Linked DNA regions of Mus musculus: regions 1, 2, 3, 4, 5 and 7 are each linked to region 6. A link is a contact called in public Hi-C and HiChIP or PLAC-seq data. All regions are on one chromosome and are shown on one strand. Each heading gives the region's core, a stretch centred on a gene start, on an enhancer-like site or on the middle of the called end of the contact. The rest is flanking DNA. Distances are from core to core; before and after follow the strand shown.

Region 1 (2,700 bases), core at 197-2,696, 780 kb before region 6:
AGACACAAACAGCCTTTCCCTTCTATAATTGTTTCTCTGTTCTATTAAGGAACCATTTATTTGTGTCTATGTGTCTGTGTGTCTACATGAGTGTATCCACACAAATGTTTGTAGGTGCACTTAACTCTGAATGTGGAGGACAGACATAGATCCTGTAAAGTAAATTGGAGGGAGGGTGCTTTTCTATTTGCCCTTTATCTCCCCAATAAATAACATAGAGACCTTGTATTTATATTAAAAACTCCAGGCACTAAAATGGGCAGGTTCTGAGATATTTTAATCTGACTATGCCAGCCAGGTATACTTTCCAGCCACTTGCCCCACTACTTATTTGTCATTTTAGTCTTGCTCTGGTTGTTCCTGCTGGCAGTGTCCTCATGGTGAGGAACTGGAACTCTGCTCATGGCTAATCTCTCCCTCCCTCTGGTCCCCACCAGAGACCCGTCACATTGGGCCTGAAAGTCCTGTCTCTTCTTTCCTGCCCAGCTATTGGCTGAATCAGCTATGTATTAACCAATCAGAGGTGATGAAAAACAATCTTTACACAGCATTGAGACAGGAGATGCTCTAAAGATACAAATGATACCAATGTTTGGATTGCAACCAGATCTCTGGGCACAGTGTTCAGCATTTGAATACACAGTGCACAAAACCATTCTCTGGCAAGATCCTGAGGGGCTAGGGCTAGAATTGGAGTCACAGAGATTTGGAGGATGCCTGGTTTGTGATGTGGGTACTGGAGTCTAAACACAGGTCCTCCTGACTGTATAGTAAATGGTCTTAGTCACAGAGCACTCTCTGTCTCTCTCTGTCTCTCTGTCTCTGTCTCTCTCTCTCCCTTTTTATTATTAGTTCTATTTCTTTCTAGATCATTAAGACAATTTTAAATGAATACATTTTCTAAAATTTGAAGCCATTGTATATCCAGTGAAGTTTAAACAATGCTTTTGGACCTTCACAGTCAGCGTTTCTTTGTCATATCTAAGAACAGTTTTGGCTTGTTATTCCTAGAGGCACACAGGGAGTGCCTGTATTTTAATTGTTCCATTTTAAAGGATGTGGTGGCTTGCATACAGAAACATCTGATAATTTATATATTTTCATACAGGAACTCTTGCTTCAAAACACATGTAAACTCACAAACACCACAAATACTTTTTCTTTCTCTCGAATTTCAGGCAACAAGGGAGCCAGAATATTTGGAATTTGTATAACCCCAAACTGTGTTTTCCTAACTAATCTTGGCAAGCTTAAAACCCCTGGAAAGTAACAATTCACTTCCCAGGCGATTGTCCTGGACAGCTCTGCAGGAGCAAAACTGAACAGGATATCCAGCTATTGAAAGGGGCCGTGGCCCAGGTGGCCCGTCTCGCAGCTGTGGAGGGGCCTTCAGAGTGGGGCTGCTCCTGCAGGAAGAGTTTGCTTTTCCTCTGTCTGTTTTCACCTGGGAAGAGTATGTGGTCATGATCCACATGCACAGCTTGCAGGCACAGGACCCTTCCTCCACAGCTAGCATAAATCACCAGAGAATAAATCATGTAGGAGAAGCCTGGCACACCCACACAAGCAGTTATTTGGCTATGAAAAACAGCTTCAACTTTAATGTCACACTGGGAGGTATATAATGCTACAGACAGGAGACCACTTAGAGCCAATTGCTAAATTCATGAACAGAAAGGAAGCAAGGATGTAAGGATTGAGATGGATTCTTTGACCTCCATGTTAGGGGTTCTCACTACCAAGGGCTAGGTTTGCTTTGTGATGTTGGACTTCTATTTCTATGTATTTAAATTTTTGGAGAGAAATGATACATTTTATTCAACATAAAAGATCCTCAAGGAATTCTTACAAATAAGTCTGTCCAGACATAGTTTTCAAGTAGAGCAGGAGCCACCATGGGGAAGGTGATAAAAAAACATGTTTCTGTATTTTGTACTCGATTTTGATTTTTGATTTCTCTGTGAAGTACTTGTAGAGGAGGAGAAACTATATTTGTGTTCAGAGGAAAAATGGTTTGTAGTCTTCAAACTGAGATTTTTATTCTAGCTCACACAATTAAATTTGTGTTCATGTAATTGTGTTTATGTCCTTGGTACATGTAAACTTTGTTTTATATTCTTTTTGTTTGTTTGTTTTTGTTTGTTTGTTTTTTGAGACAGGGTTTCTCTGTGTAGCCCTGGCTATCCTGGAACTCACTTTGTAGACCAAGCTGGCCTTGAACTCAGAAATCTGCCTGCCTCTGCCTCCCAAGTGCTGGGATTAAAGGTGTGTGCCACCATGCCCAGCTTGTTTTATATTCTTAATACTAATGGACTAATATATTGATGAAATGTTATATAGATGATAGAACAATGGTGGATGGTAACTAGGCATAGAGATAGATAAATGATGAAAGACTAAAAGATGAGCTATCAGAATCTAACACTGTATTATTTGTTTTGTTTTTTTTTTTTTACATTTTTTATTTGATATTTAACTTATTTACATTTCACCTGTTATCTGCTTTCCTGGTTTCCCCTCTGCAAACTTCCTATCTCATTCCCTATTCTCCTGCTTCTATGAGGGTGCTTTCCCCATGCACCCACGCACTCCCACCTCACCATCCTGGCATTTCCCTAAACTGGGGCATTGAGCCTTCAAGAGCTGCTGCTCCTATTAATGCCAGAAAAGGCCATCCTCTGCTACATATACAGCTGGAGC
Region 2 (2,857 bases), core at 172-2,671, 830 kb before region 6:
GAAAAAGAGAAACACTCCTTCATTGTTGGTAGGATTGCAAACTGGTACAACCACTCTGGAAATTACTATGGAGGTTCCTCAGAAAATTGGAAATGGATCTACCTGAAGGTCCAGCAGGACCACTCTTGGGAATATACCGAAAAGATGCCTTACAGTGCCATGGGGGCACATGTTCCACTATGTTCATAGCAGCCTTGTTTGTGATAGCCAGAAGCTGGAAACAACCCAGATGTCCCAGGTCAGAAGAATAGATACAGAAAATGGGGCTCATTTCCACAGTGGAATACTACTCAGCTATTAAGAAAGAGTACATCCTGTGTTTTGAAAGCAAAATAGATGGAACTAGAAAATATCATCCTGAGTGAGGTAACTCAGACCCAAAAGAACATGCATGGAATGTAGTCACTAAATAAGTGGATATTAGCCATAAACAAACAAACAAACAAACAAGAAGAAAAGAAATGTACAGAATACCCACGATACAGTCCACAAAAACTAGAGAAGGAGTAGCTCTTTAAAGCACCAGTCTTCAAGGTCAAATATCTAAGACTGCCTTTAAAATTCTTCATGTTATCCCCACTTGAAGGTAATTTATCTGGTTCCCTGCATATTCTGTGCTATATATTTTTGTTCTAGCCTTCACTACTTTTTCCAATTTTTGATTAAATGATGCTTTTGAAAATTAGTTTAATTTACCTTTGCTTTGGCATGAGTGTGTTATATCCTATGTTCATATGTTCATTTTTCTTTCTCATCTCTGTAGTCATCTTTGTTCATTTTGAGATGGCAAAACCAGCCAGCCCTTCCTTGAGAAAGAGGCTGACAGGTGTGAGTAGACAGTCGATTTTCAGCTGTGATCAGAGTGCATCACTTCTCTTAGAATGCACCCTGTGCTACTTTTCCACTAACCAGTCTTTTTCATGACCTATGAAACCATGGCTTTCCCTTTGTTATCATCAGAATTATGGAGTGATTAGTAGGAGGCAAGTATTTAGAGTTTATCTGAAGTATAAATGTATCTTGGAGATATAGTTATTCTAGGAGGTAAAGGATTCACTGCGGGTTTACTGAAAACAACACCGGAGCTAATAACGTGCTAGATTCCCCACCCCACCCCCACCCCGTGGAAGCAGAAACCTGAATCCCTGTGGTCCTTAGAAAAGAACAGGAATTCGGATGCTTACTTTGGGTGGTTTGGAAGAAATTTTCACAGACTCCAGTTTAGAGCCATGGACCATGTAGATGAGTTTTTAAAGGCAACAAGGATGAGTATAGCAGATAGATATTTTTTTCCACAGGAATTGAAATGACATTTCCCTCTTGTCTCAATTCTTAATTGGCTACTCACGGTCACTGGGGTGTTTACACAGCCTCAAGGCTGGCTCCATTCTGTAGCCATCTGTCTCAGTTAGAAGCTCACTACAAGTTCCATATGGCTCCTTAATTCCAACAAGCCTGAAGCATTCTCATGTTCCATAGGGCCAGTTGAGAAGTTACCTTATTTGTTTTGGGTTTGAAATAACTGGAATTGAAATTAGCAGTACTCTACATCTCTCAGAATGCTTTTCCTTTAAAAGAAGATGTTGCCATGGGCACCTGGCATCTTTCTTACATCTTTGCACATGTTTATTTTCTAAATAGAGAACACATATTTTTGCTCCAAAAATAATAGAAAGAAGGGCACATTTTCATTTATGATGTATAGCACTAGCACAATTTCCACCAGATTCATACTGAATTTCCTAATTCTTTCACACACAAAATGCTATTCTTTTCATTTGCATAAGTTGGTGATGCTGGTGGTTAGCTATCTTGCCTGAAAACTGCAGGATCAGAAGTGGTTTGCACCTTAATCTAATCAATTACTTTTATTCAACTTAAACATCTTACAGTGAGTCATCTAAACCATTTCTTTCTGGGGACTTGTTGATCTTGGATATCTCTCTTTGTCCTATGGTGCAATCTATCTATCTCTTTGTGCAATGGACTGTTTTACTTATTATAACTATTTGGCACTGGATTATTTAGAAAACCATCCATTTTATTACAATTCAATATTCCAAATATTGGCGTTTCAGTTTGCTAAGTTCTTTTCCTGCCCTCTACCTCTTCTTCAATTCCCAAAGCTTTCCTGTTGTCTTCATGATCTAAATTCATCCATCCTTATTTCCATATCTTGCATGATTTCTCACTTAACATTTTCAGTCTGGTCAACTGGACCAAATTATGCTTATCTCATTTGTGTTCATGTTGGAAGATTAATTATTCCATTGAAGCCACACCTTCCCACTGTGCCCTAGGGTGCCTAACCTTCTTATGGGAGTCAGTGTATCAGTTCACTGGCTGCTCTAGAATCTGTTCTCCTATTTGATCTGCTTCACAAACATTCAAAATGAACAAACCTTTCCAATGTAAAGCACAGAACAAATTCTTCACCGCTCATACGTCTTTTGTGCCTATTCCCTATAATCGTCACTAAATCTCATGGAATTTTTTCTCCTAGCATGTTACTGTCCATTTTTTCTTTCCCTTTCTTAACATCCATTCTCATTAACTACCTTAAAGATGAGATCATCACTGTCAGCAACACAAACTTCCTGTATATTTCTGTCAGCTGTGCAAGCTTCTTTCTTGGCTACATGTTCACTTATGAATATTTCTTAGATTTTCCAAACTGAAATAAGATAATTACACAATAATAGACCTTAGCTGTGTTTTCTAAGCAGACAATAGTGGCTATTGTAAAAGGTTAAGGTAAGAAAAGTTTGGTTTGATCCAATATTCACTACTGTGTTGTAATGTGAGCAGGGTACAAACCAAATTCTTCAAATGAACATAAGCACTTATGAGTAAAGCA
Region 3 (2,879 bases), core at 319-2,818, 640 kb before region 6:
TGCTGGCCCTCAGGGCTTTAGTCCTCCCTCCCCCCCAATACCAGATCATGTTCCCCTCTTCCTGCCATCCCCTTTCAGGCCCCTCCCCCTCCCTGCTTGTGGTTGTTTCTTCTCCCTCCCAAGTGGGACTGAGGCATCCTACTTGGGCCCTTCATCTTGTTGAGCTTTTTGAGTTCTGTAGACTGCATCTTGGGTATTTTGTAATTTTGGGGGGAGGTAATATTACTAATAAGTACATACCATGCATATCCTTTTAGGTTTGAGTTACCTCATTCAGGATGGCATTTTCTCATTCCATCCATTTGCCTGCAAAACTCAGGATCAGAGAAATGCAAATCAAACCAACCCTGATATTCCTTCCACCTTACACCAATCAGAATGGCTAAGATCAAAACCTCAGGTAACAGCAGATGTTGGAGAGGATGTGGAGAAAGAGGAACACTCCTCCATTGTTGGTGGATTACAATCAGGTACAACCACTCTGGAAATCAATCTGGAGGTTCCTTAGAAAACTGGAAATAGATCTACCTGAAAACCCAGCAATAACCTTCTTGGGAAAGATGCCCCACCATGCCACAAGAGCACATGTTCCATCATGTTCATAACAGCCTTGTTTGTGATATCCAGAAGCTGGAAACAAACCAGATGTCCCAAGACAGAAGAATGGATACAGAAAATGTGGTTCATATACATAATGGAATGCTACTTAGTTATAAAGAATGAAGATATCCTGAGTTTTGCAGGCAAAGGGACTATGCTTCCGTTTCTGTTGGTTTTGCTACTCTATAAGAGAGAATATGGGATGTGAGAGCAGAGAATTAATGAGGCCTTGAAAGATACATGAAGAATCAGCTGATCTCAGGAGCATCTCCCAGGTTCTAGACCTGTGTAATCCTTTGGTCTACAACACAGTGTAAGGCAGCTGCCACTCAGTGCATGCTCTGCTATCTCCATGCTTGATGTCTCTATAACTATTCTTAGCTCATTGCCTTGCTCTATGAAACCAATCTCACCCTTCACTTCTAGTGTATGGTGTGTGTGTGTGTGTGTGTGTGTGTGTGTATACATGTGTGAATATGAGTAGATGCCAGTAGACATAGAGCCTCTGGGTCATGCTGTGATCCTACAACTCAACCAATTGTTTTAACTGGCTGACCATTAAACCTGAGGGAACTACATGTCTCTGTCCTTATCCACTCTAAATACTGAGTTTGCATACTCATGCCAACATAACCAGAGTTTATGTGAGTGTTGCAGATCAAAACTGCTTATGAACTGAACAACCCTCAGTCTCCTCCTACTAGCTTCTGCTGAATCTTGTTTGTGTATTGTTTTCTTATCTTTGGCTTCTATTTCTTTCTTCTACTTACAAGGCTGCAGAGGGAAGGGAGACAGGAAAGGAAACTCTGGATAATTATTTTGACCAGCACTGCTGTTGGCTAGTACTGGTTTCCTTTTGCCACAGCAGCTGTTGAGAGCCTCTTTTGCACATTTTCTTCTTCCTGACTCTACTGCTGGCCAGTCTGAATATAGCCCCTTATTCAGGAAGGAATCTAACTTGGCTTCCTTTTTGTCAGTCAACCTCACATTCTTCCTGCACAGATGTCCTGCCCTCCAGCCAAGGACTTCATGAGCATTAACCATTTAAAGGTGAACCCAGGCTAAACCTTTCTAACGCAACGTCCACATCTGGTTTTGAAGGATCTAAGATATTTGATCATCTTTCAGTGGGAGTATGGGTTTTTCTCCCAACAACATTCTGTACTTTCTTGCCTGTTCAGACTACTACTTAAAAATGTTTAAGACATTAAACATGTGTCTTCCAAACATCATGGGGAAACTCAGACTGAGGTTAGCCATTTCATTGCTAATATCAGCATTTGGTGTTTGGGGCTGAGAAGGACTGAAGAAGCAAGCATTCTTCACTGTACATGTTAAGTGCACTATCTATAACTGAGACATAACCACAGGCTTTGTATTTTTTTATTTTGAAACTATCCAAAACCCACCTGGTTCAAAATGACTTACGTGTATACTCCAGTCATCTCACTATGGGTGTTATCTTCCAGTGACTGAGAAAACCTTTTCTGAGTGTGTGGTCTGGGAAAGAATTTGCCAGGAGGAAAAACTGGTTCTTTCTGAATACTAGTGCATCACTCACCTACCACATAATAGTCCATCCTATTGTGCAGTCCTCTATCCATTGGACTGTCAGTTCTGAAAACAAAGACTTTATCTGATTATGGGGCCAGTGAGCTATGGGACAAGGAGCAGGTCCAGAGCAAGAGTGAGGTTGAGAAGTGTCCAAACCCTTGAAATCTCATCCTGAGATCAGCATAGCCCTGCATGCCTGCATGTTTTGACACAGATAGCCCTGTGCCCCTAAACCTTGTCTCATCAGAGGAAGTCAAGTATCCCATAGCAAGGTTAAACCTCCTTTCCCTTTATAAGATTATGTCCAGTAGCACCTGGAATTCCTCCTTATGTAAATTCGGCATCCCCAGCGTCATGACCCCAGCCAATGATGTGCACTCAACTCTATAGCCCCGACTCACCCCACAAAGGTATAAATAGCTATTGTTTCACAGCAATAACCTGAACCAGTTCTCTGAAGTTGTTGCCAGTAGGTGTGTATTCTTTACCCATGCACTCACCTCACCACTGACAAAGATCCTGCCTGCACCCAGCAGCCTGGCTAAACTTATTTCCTGCCAGTCCACCCCAGGGAGAAGTAGACACAGGGTAGCATATGACCATTTCTTTACCATTTCCAACAATATTGTATATCCATCAAGATAAGGGGTATCATCTCCAAAAAAGCAAAAATACTCAGGATACTCTAAAGTGATAGTTTCCATAAGTGGATACATAGCATATCT
Region 4 (2,777 bases), core at 109-2,608, 730 kb before region 6:
GGCAGATTTCTGAGTTTGAGGCCAGCCTGGTCTACAAAGTGAGTTCCAGAACAGCCAGGGATATACAGAGAAACCCTGTCTCGAAAAAAAAAAATTAAAAATTAAAAAAATTTTAAAAAAATCAAGTGTGCCTAGGGCACTTTTACATAAAGAATACCATGTTATCCTACCAAACTTTCTGGGCAGAAACATAAAAACTCTGACTGTTTAAAGTGGGAACAAAAAAAAAGTAATTAAAGTTTAAAAAAGTAATAAAAATTACATAGAAACTTATATATGGGATCCTAAACTGATAGAATTAGTGCCCTTTTAGTAAGTGACCCAAGTGTGGTGGCACACTATAGTCCCAGCTATTCAGGAGACAAAGCTAGGAAGATAGCTCTGGCCCAGGTGATTAATGATGGGCCACATAGCAAAATGCTTTCAAAAAATAAACAGATTAGTAAGTAGATGCTATAAAGCCAGATATAACACAGAGAAAAAATGCATTGTTCTACAAGCCAAGAATCTATTACCAGAAACCAACTGTGTCAGGTCTTAATGAAGTATATCCAGCCAAGAGCATCACAAGAAAACAAACGTCTGTTGTTTAAGCCATTCCAGAGGATGGCACTTTGTTGTGGCAATCTAAGCAAGAGCCCTGATACAGCACTTATTTTATAATTGATGAAAACTCAATCACAGCCCTAGATTTCACACTCAAAACACAATAAAGAATTGTGGACTTGAATGAAAGACATGCTTTGAAGAAATGCTCAAGTTCAGAAATGTAACGTAACACAGTGGTATACTTTATTTACCTGAAGGTTCAACTCTAATGTTAGGAAGTTAGATTTATTGTTGCTTTCTTAATAACCCAGTCATCTCACGTGTAAAAGCATATTGCATTCAAGTGTCTGGGGCTATTTTCAGGAATCAATACTTGTTCCTTAGCAGTTGCACAGTAGCAGACAATTGCATAAAGAAGCTGTCTGTCTTTATTTACACAATGTATTTTTGTATTCACTAGGCCAGAAAGAATAGTTCTGTGTAGCAGCTGCCATTGTATTTTCTGCTTATCTCAGTCCTGTCTGCCACTGTTATAATTCACCAGCTGACACCCGCCTTGGCAGAAACCACGGGCAGTAATTTCATGCCAAGCAACAACGAAGCTCTGAACTCTGACACAATTCATCTTAGTTCTAGTTAGTAAAGGGGATTCTTTGGATCTTCCCCCACTTCTGTTGAAGCATTTGTGGCTGTAAAGGGGGAGGGGAGGGGGAGGGAGAGAAGATGGGGGATGCAATGGAAATGTACACTGGGGAACAGTTGCTGCTCTGTCTGGAGCAGGGGAACAGTGTCACTGGAAGACAGAGTCACTTGTGAGGGATGAAGACTGGATGTCCAGATAATGACATTCCTGCTTGTTTGGTTTTACAGAGTTGGAAGGATATGAGAGCACATTTGGTCTCCAAAAATACACTACTGTTCAACTCAAATGATTTGGAGGTTCAAAGTGTAATTTCTGGCACTTTCTGATTTAGGAAGCTTGAATTCAGGCATGAAGGCACTTGATTGTAACCATAAAAAATAGCCTTGTTTTGGTTGTGAATGCTTGATAAATAAAATGGAAAACTGCACGTCTTCAAGTTAATTTCTATACTCCCAATGGCCGTGGTTCACGTGGGTTTCATTGCAAGCAGATTAATTTTTAGTCTGAAAATCACCAGTAGCCAGCCAATCACATTTCGAAATCATGCCTTTTAGAAGTTTTGAAATATATTTTTAAAGCACACGTCAGAATCCCCTAGGTTTCCCACAATCTACTGAGAGTAAGAACCGTACTTTCCACACCATTTCCTGATAACTTCATGTGACACACAGTACCACATGAATTGCAGAAGTGAGATGACAGACTAGGTAACCACTCTTTTAAATGTCACCTTGGCCTCAGGTACCCTCTCATGTCAGCCAAACATAAATATCAGGCTAGAACTGTGATGGTATGGCTTTGTATTTCCCCCTTTAAATTCTGTGTATATACAGAGAGAGAGACTGATTAAAAGAAACTCTAATGAGGATATTGCTTCAAATCTCACTCAACTTTCTATCCTCTCACTGATGAATCTTAGCAAACTGAGGAGCCAGTTCTGTTGACAGCATTTTGAAAAAGAAAGCATAAGGGTCACATTTGATTACACTCCTGCTATTTCACTAATGACACGGCAGAGAAAACATTGTATTCAGCCGGATTTCATGTCTCAATACTACCTGGTGATGCTAATTAAATGAAAAAGAATAATTCATCAAAATTTAAAATAAAATTGCATCATGTCATTTATCTCTAGAGAAACAATGGGTCAAAATCATTGATGGCCAAAAAGAAGATTATTTTCGTATGTTTTGCTGATCACAGTTTTTACATCACAGCTTTCAACAAAGTCAGATTCTCCTAATGAAGCATATTTTCAAGAAGCAACTGAAAGATGTGTTCTCTTGAAAAGCTAATTTCTGTCTTGATACACATAAACTGAGGGGTCTTGTGTTCTCTAAAGGAGAGGAAAACCTTTATCAAAATTATAAAAAAAGATATCAGCTAAATAAACTCAGTAAGATCTCAAAAACTTTGTAGGATTTAGCTAATTAACTTAAATCAGTTGATATGTCTGATCAAAAATGATAGCTATGAAGAGGACAGATTGGAACTTGCAAGATAGCCAACTAGACCAACTCATAGTGTCTGATAGACCAAGTCAAGACCTTAAATTAAAAGAGATAGGCTCAAATTTCCATCTTAA
Region 5 (2,700 bases), core at 9-2,508, 600 kb before region 6:
AAAAACATAACAAAGAGGACTTAATCCCTAGGCAGAGGAAGACGCTTGAGAGGCACCGTGAGAGACTTCAGTTGGCCTGGGTGCTCTGCCAAAAAGCAAATATCTCAAGTTTTGTGCTGACAATTATAGCCCTAGCTGATTAGCTTTTTTATCTAAACTAATACAGATTTTTGCCATCTTTATCTGCACAAAATCGTAGCCAGACCCTCTCTCATGACATTAAACCTCTGATGGTCCTTCTAAGTTATATTTTAATTAGAAGTCCCAACTAGGGATGACAGTCCCTGCTAGTAACGTTCAGATTGGCATCAAAATCTGGCCAGAGACACAAACAGAGCTAAACCAGGAGGTCGCCTGGGCTGATTTTCATCAAGAGGTAGGATTTTTTTAAAAATCTCCACTCTTATTTGCATTTGCTTTTGCTTTCGGCAGTGATTTTGTCTTGACAGTTTTAAATGGATTTTGTTTGTTTGTTTAGTCCTCCACTTAAAGTGTAAAGAAAAATAGTCAAAATTATTAGAAGAACCTTTGCAGAGATCAAATGATACCCTCCCTGGTTAGATAAATACAGACTCAATTATTTTGAGGACATTTAAGGATAAACATTTTGGCTTAGAATATGACATTTGAGATAAAGTTGACATCCAGAAGGCCTATTATTTAGTTTGCTTTAAGAGCAAATAGTTATTGAACATAGTAGAAAACAACAACAACAATTTAAAAACCAACAAATATGTTACGTTGATTGAGGAATAAAAATCAAAGGCCTCTTTTTCTATATTTAATTATATTTTATTTACATATTTAATTATTGTAATCTATTATACACTTTCAGTGTTGTTTTCCAATTTGAGGAGAGGGACTGTTTTGTTCTGCTGTCTGTTTTTTGTGTTTGTGTGTTTTGTTTTTGTTTTGTCACAAAATCAGTGTATCATCTGTCACATGACAGTCAGGAAACCTTTAAATAAACATGCTTGGATCTAGAAAAGAGAGAGCTGTAATTCAGTTCCAGAACCAGTTTTTCGATAAGGTAGAACAGCAAATAAAACAATATTTTAACATTTTCCATAGCTAAAAACTAAATCCAGTGAGCAGAGGAAGCAACATGAACACAGAGAAGGCTCAGAGACAGAAATTCTGAGCCCTGGTTATTAAATCAGGCAAACAGCCAAAGCAGCTGCACTGGTCAGTCCTCCCCTGCTGGGACTGCCCTGTCCTCCCAGTTTAGGGCCACTTTTTTCTCCCTGCAGTATTGCACTCCTTGAGAGCTTTGCACTGCTTACTTTCCTGCCTGATAGCATGCAATTATTCAGTGGCTTATCCCAGCCAATAGCTAGCAGTGGACTCAGGAAGGGATAAGAATTTTTTTTTTTTTTGAGCTGCTGAGGCAGGCAGCATCTGTGGCAGATGGCCTACAGCAGATTTTAAAAACTAGAAACAGAAAAAGAATAAAACAAAACAAAACAGAAAACCTAGTAAACACAGAACATAAAATGTTCAAGGGACAGATTCAGCAAAAATTGAACAAGTAAACGTAGAACATAGAATGTTCATGTAATCAAATAGATTGTTCAAAACCAAAACGTGCAGTGACCACCTTCATCCATATATTTAAACAAGCTTGACAGATTTACCGTCCCAGATCCCAGTATCCAAGACCCAGGTAGGCAGAGAGACTGCTTGCTTGTGCTAGTGGGCAGGAGACAGACAAACCACAGAACAAAATGGAGAGCACCAATAACCAGGCACCAAAAACTCAGGTGGGTAGTACAATGTCTTGCTGGTGCCCTGGACATGAGTTCATTTACCTCATCACACAGCTCTCTGCCTGGCAGACAGGATTCCACCAGTACCAGATGTCATCAAAACGAGATGCCCTCTATGACCCACCAATAAAGGCCTTTTCAGATATGTGCTTACAAGTTTCTTTTTAGTGCAAGAGTTCACTCCAACAATCCCAAACTGAAAGCATACCTCAGAGCCATGGAATATTTCCTTTCAAGGTATGTACCTCCTAAGGCTGCATTTCAGTTCTGGAGTCTAGGGATGAAGTTCCAGATTCATAATTTGAAGTCTTGATCTAATTGTTAATCTCACCAGAGTAAAGATTCTTTTAGTTGAATTAAAAGAGCTTCCTTTTCTGTCTTTTGTGCTACCTCCCTAAAGGAGGGCTTAAGAAAACAGCATCAAACACAGGAGAAAATAGAGTTTATATTAGCCCCCGAACTGGAAGGCTAGGGAGCTTTTCAAAAGTTTTTGGTTATATATGAACTTGGCAGGGTATTTTAAAAGTATTTTGCGGAACATCTTATCAGTGCGGAGATCAGGGTATAGGGCATGGAACAAGTCAAACTGAGAAAATAGGTCAAGACATGGTCAAATCCAAGTTTTACAGAAAACATAGTAAACCTATTTTGACCTTGTAATAAGGTGGCTTTTAATATTAAGATGGAATCAGGCTGCTCCATCTTTATGTGTGTGTGTATGTGTGTCTGTGTCTTTGTGTCTGTGTGTTTCTCTGTGTGTGTACATGTTTGCAAGTGTGTTGGGGAATGTAATTCATCATGAAACCATAGCAGTTATATATTCCACCTTATCTTTCTTCTTTCTTCTCAGTTTTCTAAAAAACTTGAAATATATCCCAATTAGAGGGCATATCTAGTTCCTTCCCATAAAGGATTTGGGAAGTAGTACAGTGTG
Region 6 (2,700 bases), core at 24-2,523:
AATAAAATATCTTTAAGCTGCATAAGTGTGAGTAGCAGTCATGCGGAGCAATGGTCCTCGTTTCCAAGCTCAGGGAACAGAAGGAGCCTTTGGTTCCTGGCAAAAGTCAGCAATTGTCTCTTCCAGAAAACTCATTGAGTCCTCATAGCAAAGAACTTTTTGGAAGTATACCAAACATGTCCCAAAGGAAATAAATTCTTGTTAGTAGCACTCTGGATAGGCGTGGACCACTGCCACACACCAAGTGGAATCCATGTTATGTATGCATAAAAAAAAATTAGGCAAAGTCTAAACTGATCTTAAAACTCCCCTGGAAAGCGTCGTATTGGAGACTGCCACACAGTGAATGCATGCAGCTGTATTTCCTCTGACGTGAAAACCTAGCAATGTGAGTTCAGTACTGGGTGAAAAACTCCTGGATGCTCAGTACAGGTCATTTGCCACCAAGTGCAGCAAAGAAGACAATTAGTATCAACCATTCTCTTGGAGGTTGAGCCTGGTTGCTATAAGGGCATGTGATGTGTCTCCAATGAAGGCAAATGTAGGCAAAAAATATGGCACTTTACAAGAATGTTGCTCTAAATGGAGATAAAGCAATATGTAGTCCATTTTAAAAGATTTTTAAAATGTGTGTGCGTGAGTATTTGTCTGTGTTTAGGTGAGTACAGGCGTCCAGAGTCAAGAAAAAGCTGAAAGTCAGGACTTTCAGAGTTGGCATTAACAGGTGACTGTGGATCAGGGAGGAGCTCAGAGCAATGCCATGCTTTTAACCACTGAGCCATCTCTCCAGCACCCTGCATTTCCTATTTTTAAATTCAGTTTTTAATTCCTTATGCACATTATCATAAGGCTCCACTGCCACTTCTTTTATTTCCACAAGCAAGGCACATTCTTGACCAACAGCTGTGCAGCAAAGGGTTCCTCCACAAATAATCCAGTAAATTCCCATGAAGCTCCATTTAAAAAAGAGATGTCTGCCCAGGGGAGAATCTAGCTGTGTCTGGTGACTCCCCTATGACATCTAAGAGTAATCTTTGCCAAGCGATTGTTACAAAAAAAGAAACCCCGAAGTTATACTATCAAGCAGAAAACAAAACAAAGAATGTCATGGAAAATGTCAGTACAGGTCATCACTGGTCTGGGCCTTCGGTGTGGAACGTGCATGCTGAAAGCCAGCATGGAAAATCTTTGCCCTGCATCTATGCAGAGCAGGAAGCAGCTCCCAGCAGGCCTTGCTCTTCAGACTGGCCTGTGTTGAACTTGGCAGGCTGCCTACTGCTTCAGCTCCTGGACCTCAGGCTCATTGTTCCAGGGCCACGGGCAGCATTTAAGACATAATAGGCCTATGTGACTACTTAGGGTTCCCAGCACAGAAAAGGACTTAGTCCTTATCTAGTAACAGCAAGCTGAATGCACGTTAAAAGTCTTTAGAAGAAGCAGATTTTTTTTCCCCGTTTCTATTCTTATTTGTATTTTTGGCTGATGAATTCCACTTGCATTGGGGCTCTGGAAACAGAAACAGGATGAGTTAAGTCAAAAGAAAAAACAAGCATGGCCTTTTGTGGAACCCTGGGAGGTATTTAGAGCCTTGTGTCTTAAGAGACTGGATGCCTTTTTGCTTTCCTGACCCAAGCTATTTTTTTCTTTTCTAATTGCCAGCCTTGGTAGCTATCAGTACTCAATACCAACCGACAGGTCGTGTGGATATTTTTCTACACTCTAAAGCCATTTCAAACACAAGAAAGTGTGGCTTACTCATCGTTTAGTCAAAAGGGAGAAAAGACCCTTTCCACTCTCCAGACTGCCATAGGCATTGTGTAAAAGTCACATGGTTGGATGCTGATAAACCCTCAAGACAGTGTCAGACATGGTGGCACAGGGTTTGAGGCCAGCCTGGGTGGTATACAGCCGCAGACCTCTACCTGCCCTGGTGCACACTGAAGGATCCTGTTGGTGCCACAGGGGTTTCCTGGGCTGTAGACCTTAGCAGGCTCTTTGCACCCCCACTCTACCTTCTACCCCAGAGCACAGCTGGTAGTTCCCCCAGGCCAGAGGTACAGCTCAGCCTCCATGCCTTTGGTGTGGCTCTGACTCTCCCTGTAGCAAAACCCAGCGTCCTGGAGAGTCAGGCTCCAGAAGGTGTTTGTTGAATTGAAGGAGGGGTCCTAGTTACCTACCTCCACCAAACCCCACCCTCGGATGCAGCCAGCTGGCCCTCAGTGCTGGTTTCCATTCCTCTCCTCTCTTGCTTTTGTTTATTCCAGACGCCAGGACCCCACTGTGGAGTCTGAAAGCAAGGTCTGGTCACTCAAATGACTTGTCCTAGTGTTGTCTTCTTGACCTTCTTGAACTGATGTCAAGGGAGGAACTTTGTTCCTTTAGGACATTGTGCTTTAGAAACATATTTAGCAAGGCTGGAGGACAGACGGAATGGGTGCAGCTTAGGTGTCATCTTTGGGGGTGACCTTTGCTCCAGACATGATCATCAGCCTATTTTAAGTTTTTACACTAAAGTCACTCTAAAGGCAATAGGCAATAGGTTTCAAAGGCATGAACTACTCCGAGCTTGTTCTGAAATGAATGAGAAGGCAGATCTGATGTTACTGGCACGGATATTCTTTATTCCATTTGCGTACAACGCTATGCTTGAGATCCTCTTACCTCAGCACAGAGAGCCTGGATCTCTTGTTTTTTTGTTTG
Region 7 (2,700 bases), core at 141-2,640, 680 kb before region 6:
TTTGATTGTTTCTGGTTGACAAGCTAACCATCACACTCACTGAGTCATGCTCCCAGCCCAGTGTTCTTCACCAGGTTAAGAGTGTTTAAAGAACAGAGGACACAAATTTTCTCTTTTCAAGTATGTTGCCATGTCTTTTATATACTAAGTAGCCAAAAAAAAACTATTAAATATTTAATGAGAGGTCCTTAGATGGACATCTCTCACCAGACTGTGCCCTTCTTTTCAATTTACAACCAGTTCTCAAAGTCAGAAACACAATGCAACAAAATGGTAATATTTAAATTCTATCTGAATGACATTTTCTTCTAATCAAAATTATCTTTTTAATGAAAGGGTAATTTCTTAAATATGTCAAGTAAACTAAATTTTGATGAACATAAAATATGAGCATAGTTTTCTATGAAAAATTACAAATGTATGGCTTACAGGAAGTGAGCACATATCAATACAACAATAAGAACATTAATAATTCATAAAAGATGTTGCTCAGTGTTTTATAGCATCTCTCCTACTAAGTCAACTGTGGTGTTACAGATAATACTTGGAAGCAGATACATGTGGACTCATGAGCAGTGATGGTGATATCTCACAGTATCCTGTTCTCAGATGCAAAGCAGATCCAAAACCAAATAGATATGGGTTACTCATCCTGCAGGAGGTAAGTGCAACATGTAGAGCCATTGAAAATAGCCTCAGACTCTTTCTTCAATGTGTTTATCAAATCTGATCTTGAGACATAATACTCATTAATTTCATCCTGTCTTCATGTCTTAATTGCCACTCTACTTCTTTTAATATTTATATGACAGAAGTCCTTGATCCTGTACTAACTGACAAAAAGCTTCTGCCAAGAATAACTCATCACATAGGGGCATTGTCTGGTTTGTCCAAAAAGTGGACTGCATTTATCGATGGGCAATGCCTTCTCATCATATTGCGTTATTGTCATGTTCAGAAAATAAATCATATAGATGACCTTGTTGTCTCAGGGTTGCTGTCTAAATGCTTCACCCTCAGTTGTACTCCATACTATGAGCACTGTTTCTGTCTAGCTGCAAAACTCACAGATGTTACTTAAAGACACACACTGTGAAGTATGACTCTACCACCTTTGACTTTCTGCAGAATCAGACAACAAAAAGACAAGCAATCAAGTAGGAAAAATAGTGTGAACACTATCTTCTTTCAATGGTTATACACATAAATATTGTTAGTCTGGTGAAGTTGCCAAACCAAAGTTTTATAACTAATAAACTAAGTCAGGGGTTTGCATCCAAAATGGATCCTTTGGGAAGAACAAGGGCTTAATACTTCACTCAGCAGTTGTTATCTTAGACAAGTCAGGAAGAGAAAGGATGTGATCTGATGAATTGTGCTTCCAGATGGTTTGCAGAAGTTGCTGCCGGCCAGTAAGGCAGAAATAAATACATTGGTCGAGACATACAAGATAAGACAGCTGAACTGGATGGATTTTGCAAGATGTCAGGTCTTAAAATTGTGCAGAAGATAACAGTTGGAATGAATACACACACACACATACATATTTCCTCACACAAAAGATGCCTAAGGTCTAAGTTTGGTCAAATTCGAAGCTTTATGATGTATAAAACTTACATATGGAACTTATAAATGGAACTACTCTGTCATTAGGCAAAATGTAACTGAGATCTGTCTAGATGGATAGTATGTGGTTTCTTCACAGGATTCTGTTTAGTAAAAACATCATCGTTTATATCAGTAATATTGTTCCAATAAAAGAATGTAAAGATTATTTTGGAAAAATCTTTGTTTGTGAGCTGCTGGCTAGATAGCAGAACATGTACATGAAACCTATAAAAAACTAAAAATATTTTATTTCAATTTTATCTTTGTTTTCATTGAATAACTAAAGACAAACATGTGACTTAAAACAAGCTAAACACAAACATATCATTCGATCTTAAAGCAAGCTGTGTTGTAATTTGATCAGTGTTAGGTAAGAGGGTTATATGTTAGGAAGAACAATCTGTTCCAAATACAGAATTCTTAGAGGGAAATATTCATTTTGTATCTTTGATGCTTCACAATAACATTTATAGTGCCAGTAGGCAATTAATGACTACCTGGTACTTTCAATGAAATCATTTTAAGTGTGTCACATATAGAATTGAAAGTACTAAAAGATAAAATTCTACTTTTATAGAATTTAATTTGGATATTTGGAAAGCTGCTTCACTAATATAAATTTGTTAAATGATATCAAACAAATATCTAATATCAAGGAAAATGATTTATCTTCCTTTTTATTAACTGTAAAACTAAATCATAAAAGTGTTAGATAATGTGTAATTGGCCATATGACTGCAATAAAAGTACAGTATGATCCTTGTTGTGAGCGAGTGTATCAAAAGCCTGAAATTGCAAAACTGGATAAAATAGGCTACTGTGAAATGCCTGAATTGTGTGTCCATAGAGGGAAACATCAGTACAAACTGATGTTTAATTGTGGAGTTTAGTAGATATTTTCCCCCAGTGGCATTTAAAAGGCACACAAACCTGGAACACAAGGAAAAGATGTGTTTGGCTGAAAGGAGAGCATAAAAAATGTAGACTGTGGATGCAACTCAGTGGCTGGAGCAGCAAGGAGTTTAGGCCACACATCTATGGATTGGAGAACAAATACCAAGCAAGCCAAAATGCCAAAACTAGTAAGCTAGG

The links. A called contact is a pair of places that touch in the nucleus more often than the background predicts. HiChIP or PLAC-seq counts read pairs in DNA pulled down with a chosen protein or histone mark.
Region 1: a contact with region 6 is called in an H3K27ac HiChIP or PLAC-seq map of heart atrium, with 10 times the contacts expected there. The contact joins two enhancer-like sites. A contact is called at or near these places in 1 of 15 datasets of contacts at CTCF or cohesin (large pre-B cells), 1 of 484 Hi-C or Micro-C datasets (bone marrow-derived macrophages), 1 of 115 datasets of contacts at active chromatin or transcription factors (heart atrium) and 1 of 9 other capture datasets (embryonic stem cells).
Region 2: a Hi-C map of cerebellum shows a contact between it and region 6, with 2.8 times the contacts expected there. The contact joins two enhancer-like sites. A contact is called at or near these places in 5 of 484 Hi-C or Micro-C datasets (the HPC-7 cell line, bone marrow-derived macrophages, cerebellar granule neurons and 2 more).
Region 3: a contact with region 6 is called in a Hi-C map of uterus, with 4 times the contacts expected there. The contact joins two enhancer-like sites. A contact is called at or near these places in 2 of 15 datasets of contacts at CTCF or cohesin (the NIH/3T3 cell line and pro-B cells), 2 of 484 Hi-C or Micro-C datasets (bone marrow-derived macrophages and uterus), 2 of 115 datasets of contacts at active chromatin or transcription factors (cardiomyocytes and heart atrium) and 1 of 9 other capture datasets (embryonic stem cells).
Region 4: a contact with region 6 is called in a Hi-C map of cerebellum, with 2.1 times the contacts expected there. The contact joins two enhancer-like sites. A contact is called at or near these places in 1 of 15 datasets of contacts at CTCF or cohesin (large pre-B cells), 3 of 484 Hi-C or Micro-C datasets (bone marrow-derived macrophages, cerebellum and nephron progenitors), 1 of 115 datasets of contacts at active chromatin or transcription factors (bone marrow-derived dendritic cells) and 1 of 9 other capture datasets (embryonic stem cells).
Region 5: a contact with region 6 is called in a Hi-C map of muscle stem cells, with 1.6 times the contacts expected there. The contact joins two enhancer-like sites. A contact is called at or near these places in 4 of 484 Hi-C or Micro-C datasets (bone marrow-derived macrophages, cerebellar granule neurons and muscle stem cells) and 1 of 115 datasets of contacts at active chromatin or transcription factors (embryonic stem cells).
Region 7: an H3K27ac HiChIP or PLAC-seq map of cardiomyocytes shows a contact between it and region 6, with 7 times the contacts expected there. The contact joins two enhancer-like sites. A contact is called at or near these places in 1 of 15 datasets of contacts at CTCF or cohesin (the NIH/3T3 cell line), 3 of 484 Hi-C or Micro-C datasets (the 3T3-L1 cell line, bone marrow-derived macrophages and embryonic fibroblasts), 1 of 115 datasets of contacts at active chromatin or transcription factors (cardiomyocytes) and 1 of 9 other capture datasets (embryonic stem cells).

Annotation. Positions count from the first base shown.
Region 1 is chr10:37,859,902-37,862,601 of GRCm38.p6, reverse strand. No RefSeq gene overlaps it. Among named protein-coding and RNA genes, the nearest start is that of Gm46220, 200 kb to the left of the region's middle. Within about 2 kb of position 1,446, at least 24 of the 459 cell types and tissues checked have an H3K27ac peak or open chromatin away from gene starts, as enhancers often do. A contact at or near this core is called in heart atrium, where this site is marked.
Region 2 is chr10:37,906,490-37,909,346 of GRCm38.p6, reverse strand. No RefSeq gene overlaps it. Among named protein-coding and RNA genes, the nearest start is that of Gm46220, 150 kb to the left of the region's middle. Within about 2 kb of position 1,421, at least 9 of the 459 cell types and tissues checked have an H3K27ac peak or open chromatin away from gene starts, as enhancers often do. A contact at or near this core is called in cerebellum, where this site is marked.
Region 3 is chr10:37,719,605-37,722,483 of GRCm38.p6, reverse strand. No RefSeq gene overlaps it. Among named protein-coding and RNA genes, the nearest start is that of Gm31330, 280 kb to the right of the region's middle. Within about 2 kb of position 1,568, at least 9 of the 459 cell types and tissues checked have an H3K27ac peak or open chromatin away from gene starts, as enhancers often do. A contact at or near this core is called in uterus, where this site is marked.
Region 4 is chr10:37,811,057-37,813,833 of GRCm38.p6, reverse strand. No RefSeq gene overlaps it. Among named protein-coding and RNA genes, the nearest start is that of Gm46220, 250 kb to the left of the region's middle. Within about 2 kb of position 1,358, at least 59 of the 459 cell types and tissues checked have an H3K27ac peak or open chromatin away from gene starts, as enhancers often do. A contact at or near this core is called in cerebellum, where this site is marked.
Region 5 is chr10:37,681,854-37,684,553 of GRCm38.p6, reverse strand. No RefSeq gene overlaps it. Among named protein-coding and RNA genes, the nearest start is that of Gm31330, 250 kb to the right of the region's middle. Within about 2 kb of position 1,258, at least 13 of the 459 cell types and tissues checked have an H3K27ac peak or open chromatin away from gene starts, as enhancers often do. A contact at or near this core is called in muscle stem cells, where this site is marked.
Region 6 is chr10:37,077,209-37,079,908 of GRCm38.p6, reverse strand. No RefSeq gene overlaps it. Among named protein-coding and RNA genes, the nearest start is that of Marcks, 60 kb to the left of the region's middle. Within about 2 kb of position 1,273, at least 100 of the 459 cell types and tissues checked have an H3K27ac peak or open chromatin away from gene starts, as enhancers often do. A contact at or near this core is called in cerebellum, heart atrium, muscle stem cells and 1 more, where this site is marked.
Region 7 is chr10:37,759,516-37,762,215 of GRCm38.p6, reverse strand. No RefSeq gene overlaps it. Among named protein-coding and RNA genes, the nearest start is that of Gm46220, 300 kb to the left of the region's middle. Within about 2 kb of position 1,390, at least 1 of the 459 cell types and tissues checked has an H3K27ac peak or open chromatin away from gene starts, as enhancers often do.